Linked DNA regions of Sus scrofa: region 2 is linked to region 1. The links are chromatin contacts, called in public Hi-C maps. All regions are on one chromosome and are shown on one strand. Each heading gives the region's core, a stretch centred on a gene start, on an enhancer-like site or on the middle of the called end of the contact. The rest is flanking DNA. Distances are from core to core; before and after follow the strand shown.

Region 1 (4,483 bases), core at 1,283-3,782:
ATCCTATCATTAACGGTAATGAACGATGACGACAATACTACTAATAATACTCGAGATAAATGGGAGCTATTTGCTAGGCACTGTGGCAGTCTGAGAGGTAGGCAGGGCACCCCTCCCTCTCCAAGAAGTCTCGTCCCAATCCCCAAACCTGGGATTCTGTTCAACCTTGCTACCCTATGCGGTGAACGGGACTTGGTGGATGTGGTTAAAATGGGGAGATGAAAGAGAGAGACTCTTCTGGATGATCTGGGTGCCCCAATGTCATCACAAGGGCCCTTACAAATGGAGGAGGGAGGCAGACGTGTCAGAGGGGTTGTGACCATGGAAAAAGTCTGGGAGATAAGCAACACTGCTGGCTTCGAAGATGGAGAAAGGAGCCTATGAACCAAGGAATATGAAAGGCCTCTCAAAGCTGGAAGGCAAGGAAATGGACTCTATCCAAACTGCCAGAAAGGGACCCAGCTCTGCCCACACCTTGACATTAGCCCAGTGAGACCTGGGTCAGACACCTGACCTACAAACCCAAAAGGTCATAAATCTGTGTGTTTGTTTTTTGTTTTTTGTTTGTTTGCTTGTTTTTAGGGCTGCAACTACAGCATATGGAAATTCCCTAGCTAGGGGTCAAATCAGGGCTGCAGCTGCAGGTCTATACCACAGACACAGCAATGGCAGATCCCAGCCCTATCTTTGATCTACGCCGCAGCTTGCAGCAATGCTGGATCCTTAACCCACAAGAGCTGAGGCCAGAGATCGAACCCACATCTTCATGGATACCAGTCAGGTTTGTTAGCGCTGAACAATGACAGGAATTACCTGTGTTGTTTTAAGGCACAAAGTTTGTGTAATGTCTACAACAGAAAACTAATACACTGAGCTAAACTCAGTTACTTAATAGCTGGTACTATTATCACTATTTTTTGGCCTTGCCTGTGGCACCCAGAAGTTCCCAGGCCTGGGATGGAACCTGCACCACAGCAGTGACAACATGGGATCCGTAACCCGCTGAGCCACCCCGAAACTCTAAGGTGGGTAGTATTTTTAACCCTACTTTAGCAGAAGGGACTTGAGACTTAAAAACTGAGATCAATTAGCTTGCCTGGGGTCACACAGCTAAACTTTAGAGTTGGGTTTGCCTGTCTGATAGCAGCCTCACGATCACTGCCCTCAATCTGTAAGCACAATAGCAGGGACCTCTCAGCCCAGAATGTGCTCTGCAAATTTCTCCCTCCTTCACTCCCAGGGACATCTTCCTCCCACATATTGTTGTTTGAAATGGTTTACTTCAACTCTCTCCCTCTTCAACCAACCCTTGAATCAGTCTATCTTCTGTCTTCTACTTTCCACAAGCACCGTGATCATACTGAAGCAGAACAAACCCCTTGGATCAAAGGAATAGTCCAACTCATTTCTTGTTACCAGCCTCAGTCATGTCATGTCCCACTTGAAAACTTTCAGCTTCCAGACTGTAGTCAAGTAAAACCCAAGTTCCTTTTTAAGAATCTGACTTTAGGAATCCTCTAGGGAATTCCAGAAGATCCCATCTTAGTCTTCCATCTTGCACGACTGCTTCACAATGCTACCAGACCCACCCCAGCACAGTCTTCAGGCCTTTGTGGTGCCCTGTCTCATTTCAATACCCTTTGTTGTGCCAGGGTATTATTCAGACTGTGCATCTCTTGAAAACCATACCCACCCCTACTAAGTAGCACACCGGCCACAAAGTCTTAAAGAATTTTGCTGGTACCACTAATGGGCCCCTGCCTTGCCCTGCCCCATCTGGCCACAGAAACCAACATCCCAGCTGGGCTAAAGGAGGTAGTGCACCACTGTTGTCTCTTAGGTCAGACATTCTGGGTCCCAATCCCAGCCCTGTCACCTCCTAGCTTTGTGATCTAGGGCAATGTTCACATCTCTGGACTAAATTCCCCTACCTGAAAAATGAGGAAAATAATAGTAACCTCCTCATAGGGCTATTTCAGGACTGAATGGATTACTAGAGGTAGCTGGCAGAGCATCTGGTTTACAGATTCTTGATTTTTACTGTGGTTCCCTTCAAGAAGTGACTTCCTCCTTCGATCTTAGTCCACTTGGCTGACACATGTGATGAGTCTAATCATTACCTTCCCTTTTCCCTGAAGGCTGGACTTGTGACCTGTCCCACAGTGCCAAGCTACGCCACTGCTTTCACCGATGGATGTCAGCTCCCAACCCCGGTAATTCAACACAGAGATTACCATGAAGCGGTATCTCCTTCTATCGTCTTTCCCCTTTTCCCTCCTGACAACCCCCCACCCACTCCTCAAATCAGATCCTTAACCTATCTTCTAAAGCATGGTTTTATTCATCCACTTAAACACCATGATTTTAATAACTGACTGTAGACGAGTTAGTCCTTCTAGCACTGACTTCTCTAGCAAACAAACCCCCTGTCCAACGACTGCATCAATGAAAAAAGTCATCATGCTGTCATTGTTGTTACTGGTCTATGTCCTATTCACCTGTATACCTATATTCACCTGTACACCTATATCCTACACACAGGTATATGGCCTCGTTCTTGACAGCAAGGACTATGTAGCAATCATCTTTGACTCCTTCTGACCCAAACACAAAAACGGGCAATTTATCCTTGCTTATAATCATAATCATAAATGTCATTTCATTTTTCACAAGTTTTCAGTGACATTTCTTTACACTAGTGTTATCTTAAGACTAATTACTAGTCTCTTCCATACAATGTGTTTTAAAATATTAAAATAACCAACATAGCTACATTAATGGCTTTCAGTATCACCTTTAAAGAAATCACTATAACTGAAGCCTTCAGAGCCTCAACCTCAGTTGTATGAGATCACTGTGCTGCATTCAAACAGATTTCAGATAACTTTAAAAGACAACACAATACTACTGTTCTACTTCATATACTCGAATGCTTCTCCTTTAACCTTAGCTCACTGCTGAATTTAACTTACTCGATAATCTAGGACTGATTCAGGTCTACCTCATGCTTTTATGGGCCTGGAGCTCTCAGATGCTCTGCCATCTTCTATTTGGTTATGGTGAGTTCTGATCATCTCAGGTAAAAAGTGAAATTTTATCAGAGACGGAGGTGTTCTTTTTAATCTGATATTTTCAGGAATATTAAAGAACAAAATTGATTTCTTTTTCTTTTACAATCACTACAAGATAACCAGAAGATTTCTTTCAACCATCTGCCCTTCCATGTGAAATACATACAACCTTAGGACAGTGGTTTGGAACCCTGGCCATAATCACCTGTGGAATTCTTGAAAAATCAATCCCAGGCTCCACACCATAGGGGTCTCTGATGACCCCAAGTTTGAGTGTTGCTGACGTTTGCTGAGGAGCCAGGAAATAAGAAGCACAGCCTGACGTAACTTTCTTTCCTTCAAAAGAAAACACTATATTTCAAAGATCTACATAAATATAGATATATTAAAATATGTATATTGCATCCAATTAATCATTTAATCTAAAATCTCATGTAACCAACATATTATAAATCATTGTAATACATGTGTCTTGACAAATATAATTACAATAATCACTGTCAAATTTCTTTCCCCAAATGATCAGTCTTCATATTGGCAATTTTCTAAAACAAATAAATGTTCAGGTGTAAAAAAATTTTTGCACATCAAAAGTAATAATACAACATACCTTCTAAATACTTTTTAAACCTTGGTATCAGGCCAAACTGTTCCCTATCTGCCTGCTGCCAATTTAAAACTCACTTTGCTAGATTTGTCTACACAACAAATTCCTCTGCATTTTATTATTTTTGTGGGTGAGGTGCCCCAGACTGAGCACACCTCCGCCAGGAGAACAACGCCCCTCCCAGGCTGATGGAGGAGCTTTCTGCTGGGCCTGCAAAAAACAGTGAGGGACGAAAACGCCCTTGATTACTGTCAAATAACCTTGTCTTTCAGAGTAAAAATTTTAATCCCAATGGTTATTTAAAATCTATAGTCAGTTGTTAAGCCCTTTAGGACTCAAACAGCAGACACACATGATAAATCTCAGAGCTGACAGTCTGAGAGTGGCTTACCACCGCTAGCACTTCCAAACTCTAAAAAAATCAGTGGTATACCACTCTCTGGTAAGAAGCATCAAACCAAGTATAATATTAATTATATGGATGAGGAGGAAGGCTCTGAAAGATTTTCGCGCAAATAAATGCCATACTGTCATATACATTTAACAAGTTACCTTCTACCTCATTCTAACTTTTTTCACAAAAAAGTTACATTACTATTCTGTTACAAATAAGAACCTAAATGAACATCTCCTCAGAAAAGAAAATCATGGACTTGGAGAAGAGACTTGTGGCTGCCTGATGGGAGGGGGAGGGAGTGGGAGGGATCGGGAGCTTGGGCTTATCAGACACAACCTAGAATAGATTTACAAGGAGATCCTGCTGAATAGCATTGAGAACTATGTCCAGATACTCATGTTGCAACAG
Region 2 (4,519 bases), core at 1,314-3,813, 230 kb after region 1:
CTCACGGCAATGCCGGATCTTTAACCCACTGAGCAAGGACAGGGACCGAACCCGCAACCTCATGGTTCCTAGTCGGATTCGTTAACCACTGCGCCATGACGGGAACTCCAAAGATCCTACTATTATTTACTTGCCTCCTATGTATTTCAACTATATTTATATTGCTGTTTTCAGACATCTCATTAACTGATATAAGTTGAAATTTTAAAATATTTATTATGGATGCCTTAGTTTGTTTACTCGTATGGCACCTTGTTACACATTTAGGGTGGAACTGGTAATATTAAATTTGACATATGGAGTTCCCATCGTGGCGCAGTGGTTAACGAATCCAGCTAGGAACCATGAGGTTGTGGGTTCGGTCCCTGCCCTTGCTCAGTGGGTTAAAGATCCGGCATTGCCGTGAGCTGTGGTGTAGGTTGCAGATGTGGCTCGGATCCCGCGTTGCTGTGTGTCTGGCGTAGGCCGGTGGCTACAGCTCCGATTAGACCCCTAGCCTGGGAATCTCCATATGCCGTGGGAGTGGCCCAAAGAAATAGAAAAAAGGCCAAAAAATAAAAATAATAAAAAAAAATAAATTTGACATAGCGTTTGTTTTGCTTTAGGATAATAATTGCCAATTTTCCCCTCATGTACATGCAATATTGAGAATTGATGTATTTGAGGTAATTTTGTTCTGAATGTGGAACTCTGAGGGCATCATCACCATCTCTGAAGTATGAACTTGTGTATTTGAGGGCCCCTTTAACAAGTCTGAGAGGTTTGAGTTAGGGAAATGTTCATTAAGCCCAGGCCTTGGGGGAAAGGGTCAGTATAGACTATTGAGAGAAAACATTGAATAGAGGTCATGCAATCTCAGTGACATCAAAATAATTGGCAGAAAGTAGTCATAAAAAGAAGTTTTGGTGAAAATTTGAAATAGTGGGGAAGATGAATGTTTTTTCTTGTTTCCTATAATGAGCAGTTTAACTAAGAAGAATTTGATAACCACACTACTTCCAGTATAATTTCTTTTTTATTAGTTTATTTTTCCTGGTTATAAAAGTACTCAGTGTTCATTGTAGAAGAATGAGACGTTCCTAACCTAATTTCAAATAAAATGCTGAAATAAGCTTAAGAGAAAAATGAAATCAGACAAAAGTTAATAGATTTTAAGATGGTATCCTTTATACATCAAAGGAGTATTAGGAAGAAACCTTCTGATTTAAAGGGAAAGAATCAAAATTTGACTGCAACAGACCTTCCCTTCTGAAATCTCTCCTGGTTGGTATTGATTCTGTTTAGAAGTGAGAGGATAATAACCACAGGTGGTTGGGCTTGAAAACTAATTTGTGGTCATCAGCTTTCTGTCTGCATGTGATTCTGACAAGAACCTCTTCTTACTTTTTTCAGCTGTTCTGGACTGTCCTTTCCAGGCAGAAGGCAAGCAGAACTCTGCTTTCACAGCAGTGCCCCGTGTTAAGAGACTGCAGAGTCATCCACTTTGTGGGCACTTCAATGTTCTCTTTCAAAAGAACCATGCAGTCATTGCTTTCACAGTTGGGCCTGTCGATCTATGACCGCAAAACAGTGTGCTTTTCTTCTGAGCTATGCTATTTGATTGACCAATTTTATTTTTAAATCTACCCAGTGAACTAGATGTTGTAGAAGAAACAAAGCATTTTCTATCTAAGAAACACATGTATAATGTGATTATCTATATAGCAACAGGATGTGAGGAACAAAATTTATTTTCATTGAACTATGTATATAATAGGAAGTCTTATAAAAGACTAGGAATATGTGGAGGGTTTTTTAAATGCTATGTTTTTGGGACAGGTAGATATTTTGCTGAAGTCTTTCTTTCTGACACTTTATCTAATTGTGAGCTAATTGAAACTGAAACGATTTTCAGTCTAGAAGATGTCGTAATAAAAGGCTTTGACCAAACAGCATTTTTCACTGAAAATAGTGAGGTCTTTGTCTTTTTTTTTCCTTATGACCCATTTCTAAATTTTAGTGAAATACCGCTAATATACCTGTATTTGCAGTGAGATGTTATAGCTTAGTGTCAGAAGAGCAAGATTAAAAAAAAAAGAGGAATAATTCTTTGGGTAACAAATGCAAATGAACAAGTTTATTACATAATGAATGTTGCTTAAGAGAACATCAGGAGTGGATTGTTTCTGTGACTTTAATGGTTCATTCATCTTTGAAGCACTTTCAAGTAGTGAAACTATGACTTCTTTGTTTTGTGATCAAAATAAAACCCAAATTTGCAGGTGCAATTGAGTATGTAGTTAGACTTTGCTTTATCTCATAAATGAGAAGAGCTTCTAAGCATTTTCTTTTTTCCTTAAGGCGACTTTTGTATTGAAAGTTTAGAATAAAACAGTCTTGTGATGAAGTAGGAACAGTTTATATGATGAAAGTGTTCATTCTGGAGTACTTCTATAAGACTCTCACATAATCAGAAACTCTTAAACTAGAGCTCAGGCCCTGCTCTGGTCTGAATGTGGTTAAAACTACCCTAGAATACACATCAAGAGGTTGGGCCAGTAGTGGTTGATGATTTACCCTTTTCTAAATAAATGTTGAGAAAATACCATCAGTTGACCTGGGAACCAAAACTGGTCAGATTTCCAGCATGTCTAGATTGTGATCAATTTCCGGCTCTTTGTATTAAGGAAGAAGCTTTGGTGTTTTTGTTTACCTAAGTAGCTGGCTTCCTGTTTATAGAAGGCCTGTTTTTAAAGCCCTGACTTGTATCTGGCTAAAATTTATTTGGATGAAAAATAATGTGTACATAATGAATAATCTGTATGGCACAAACAAGATAATTGATGTCAGATGATTAGCTCTCAAATCAGCTTTTATAAATGTAGTAACAGAGAATAACTTTGGACTGCTAAATATAAACAGGCATATAAAGTAACAAAGACAAAAACAATTAAGCATCTATAAAACAGAGCAAGCAGGTCTTGGTGTAAAAAGCTGCAGAGCAATGGTTTATGGCATAATTATCTGATGATCATATTTTTCAAGTTTGTAGTGAGAAATATCTCACTTTTAAGTAGCTTATAAAGCTTGACTGCAATGTATAGGAATTTCAGAAAAGGTGATACTGTGCAGTTAGCTCATTGTCTATCCTGGCGATAAACTCTTCAAAATGGCCCTACAGGGTCTACTCTAGTAGGATAAGGCTTAAACTACATTTCACAGACAAAAAGGCTCTGTATAACTCGACCTCTGCTTTCTGATCGTAGCCTCCTTTTTCCAAGGTTTTCCCTAGCTAAACCCTACATTTTTCTTAAGAATCATTTCAGGAACCTACTCCCCTGGGAAATGTTCTCTTGTCTTTTTGCTAACATGATGCTCTTCAGCCATAGTGGTCATTACTAAAATTTCAGTATAGTAGCTGCATTATGTTGGGGGTCATAAAATCCTTGATTATTCCTTCCAGAATGTTCATGTCAGCAAGATAGTTAAGCTTTCTGGTAGTTTATTCTCAGAAGGAAGACATTAGAGAAAAGATAGATGAATACTACAGCTCTGAAAGACTCTTGTTAGCTGTGGAGCCCAAAGAAGGAGATTTGGGGCAGGAGAAGACAAACTAACCATCATTTCAAAGTTTCTTTTAGACATCATTGATCCAGCTTTTTCCCGTAGCGATCTTCCCAGCACTTAATGAAAACTTGATGAAGGTGGTAAAAAATTGGTAGCTTTCAGGTTTTTTTCCTAGGAATGGAGTATTTATCTTTGTGATCTCATGTGATCTAAGAAACTTCGGTTTCTTTGGGGGAAATCATAGGCCTATTTCCGTAAATTTTTCTTCTCAGTTTTAATGTTAAAAAATTTCCCTAACACTGTAGAATTCTTCTTAAACTCTCAATAATAGAGTCTGTTGCTCGCACTGTACCTATTTGAGTATTACAAACTTAGATAGGAAAAGATCTCTGGATTACTGCTTTAATATTCATTTAGTAGTTCAGGAGGCAATATATGTCCATGTCACTCCCATCTGCTTTTAGCTATTTAGCTATATCCTTTGACAGTACTACAAAATAAAACACTGATTCCCTGCACCCTTCTTCCTGCCCCTTGTTTTTGGAAAGGTTTAGAGGATGAAGGAGGGAGGGAGCAAGTGAAATTTTGGAGCAAGTTCAGTCAGTGAAGTCTTTTCCAGTATGCTTTTATGGCTTCTCATATAATGTTCTGATACTCCCTCTTACAGGTGAAGGGAGAGGTGATTTGACATTCTGTTAAATTTTGCATGGAAGTTAGTGGAAGGGGCCAAAAAGAAAAGTCACAGACTTCTTCTCTTTATGGCTCCTAACAGTGTAAAAAATGACACCACCATCATATACAATGTTTACAGGGGCTGGTTTTTTACAAAGCACTTTGTCTCACATTATCTCATCTGACAGAGAAGAAGCATCAGGTCTAAAAGTAAATCTCTCAAAATGTTTCTTGTAAGAGTTTAAACACTATTATACACTTTGCAGTTATTAAAAAACATATCTTGTCTCAAAGATACATG

The links. A called contact is a pair of places that touch in the nucleus more often than the background predicts.
Region 2: a Hi-C map of liver shows a contact between it and region 1, with 3 times the contacts expected there. The contact joins two enhancer-like sites. A contact is called at or near these places in 1 of 5 promoter capture datasets (liver) and 2 of 47 Hi-C or Micro-C datasets (both in liver).

Annotation. Positions count from the first base shown.
Region 1 is chr5:53,953,054-53,957,536 of Sscrofa11.1, forward strand. All of the region lies in intron 3 of PLEKHA5 (pleckstrin homology domain-containing family A member 5), which reads right to left. Among named protein-coding and RNA genes, the nearest start is that of PLEKHA5, 62 kb to the right of the region's middle. Within about 2 kb of position 2,533, at least 6 of the 83 cell types and tissues checked have an H3K27ac peak or open chromatin away from gene starts, as enhancers often do. A contact at or near this core is called in liver, where this site is marked.
Region 2 is chr5:54,181,703-54,186,221 of Sscrofa11.1, forward strand. No RefSeq gene overlaps it. Among named protein-coding and RNA genes, the nearest start is that of PLEKHA5, 170 kb to the left of the region's middle. Within about 2 kb of position 2,564, at least 7 of the 83 cell types and tissues checked have an H3K27ac peak or open chromatin away from gene starts, as enhancers often do. A contact at or near this core is called in liver, where this site is marked.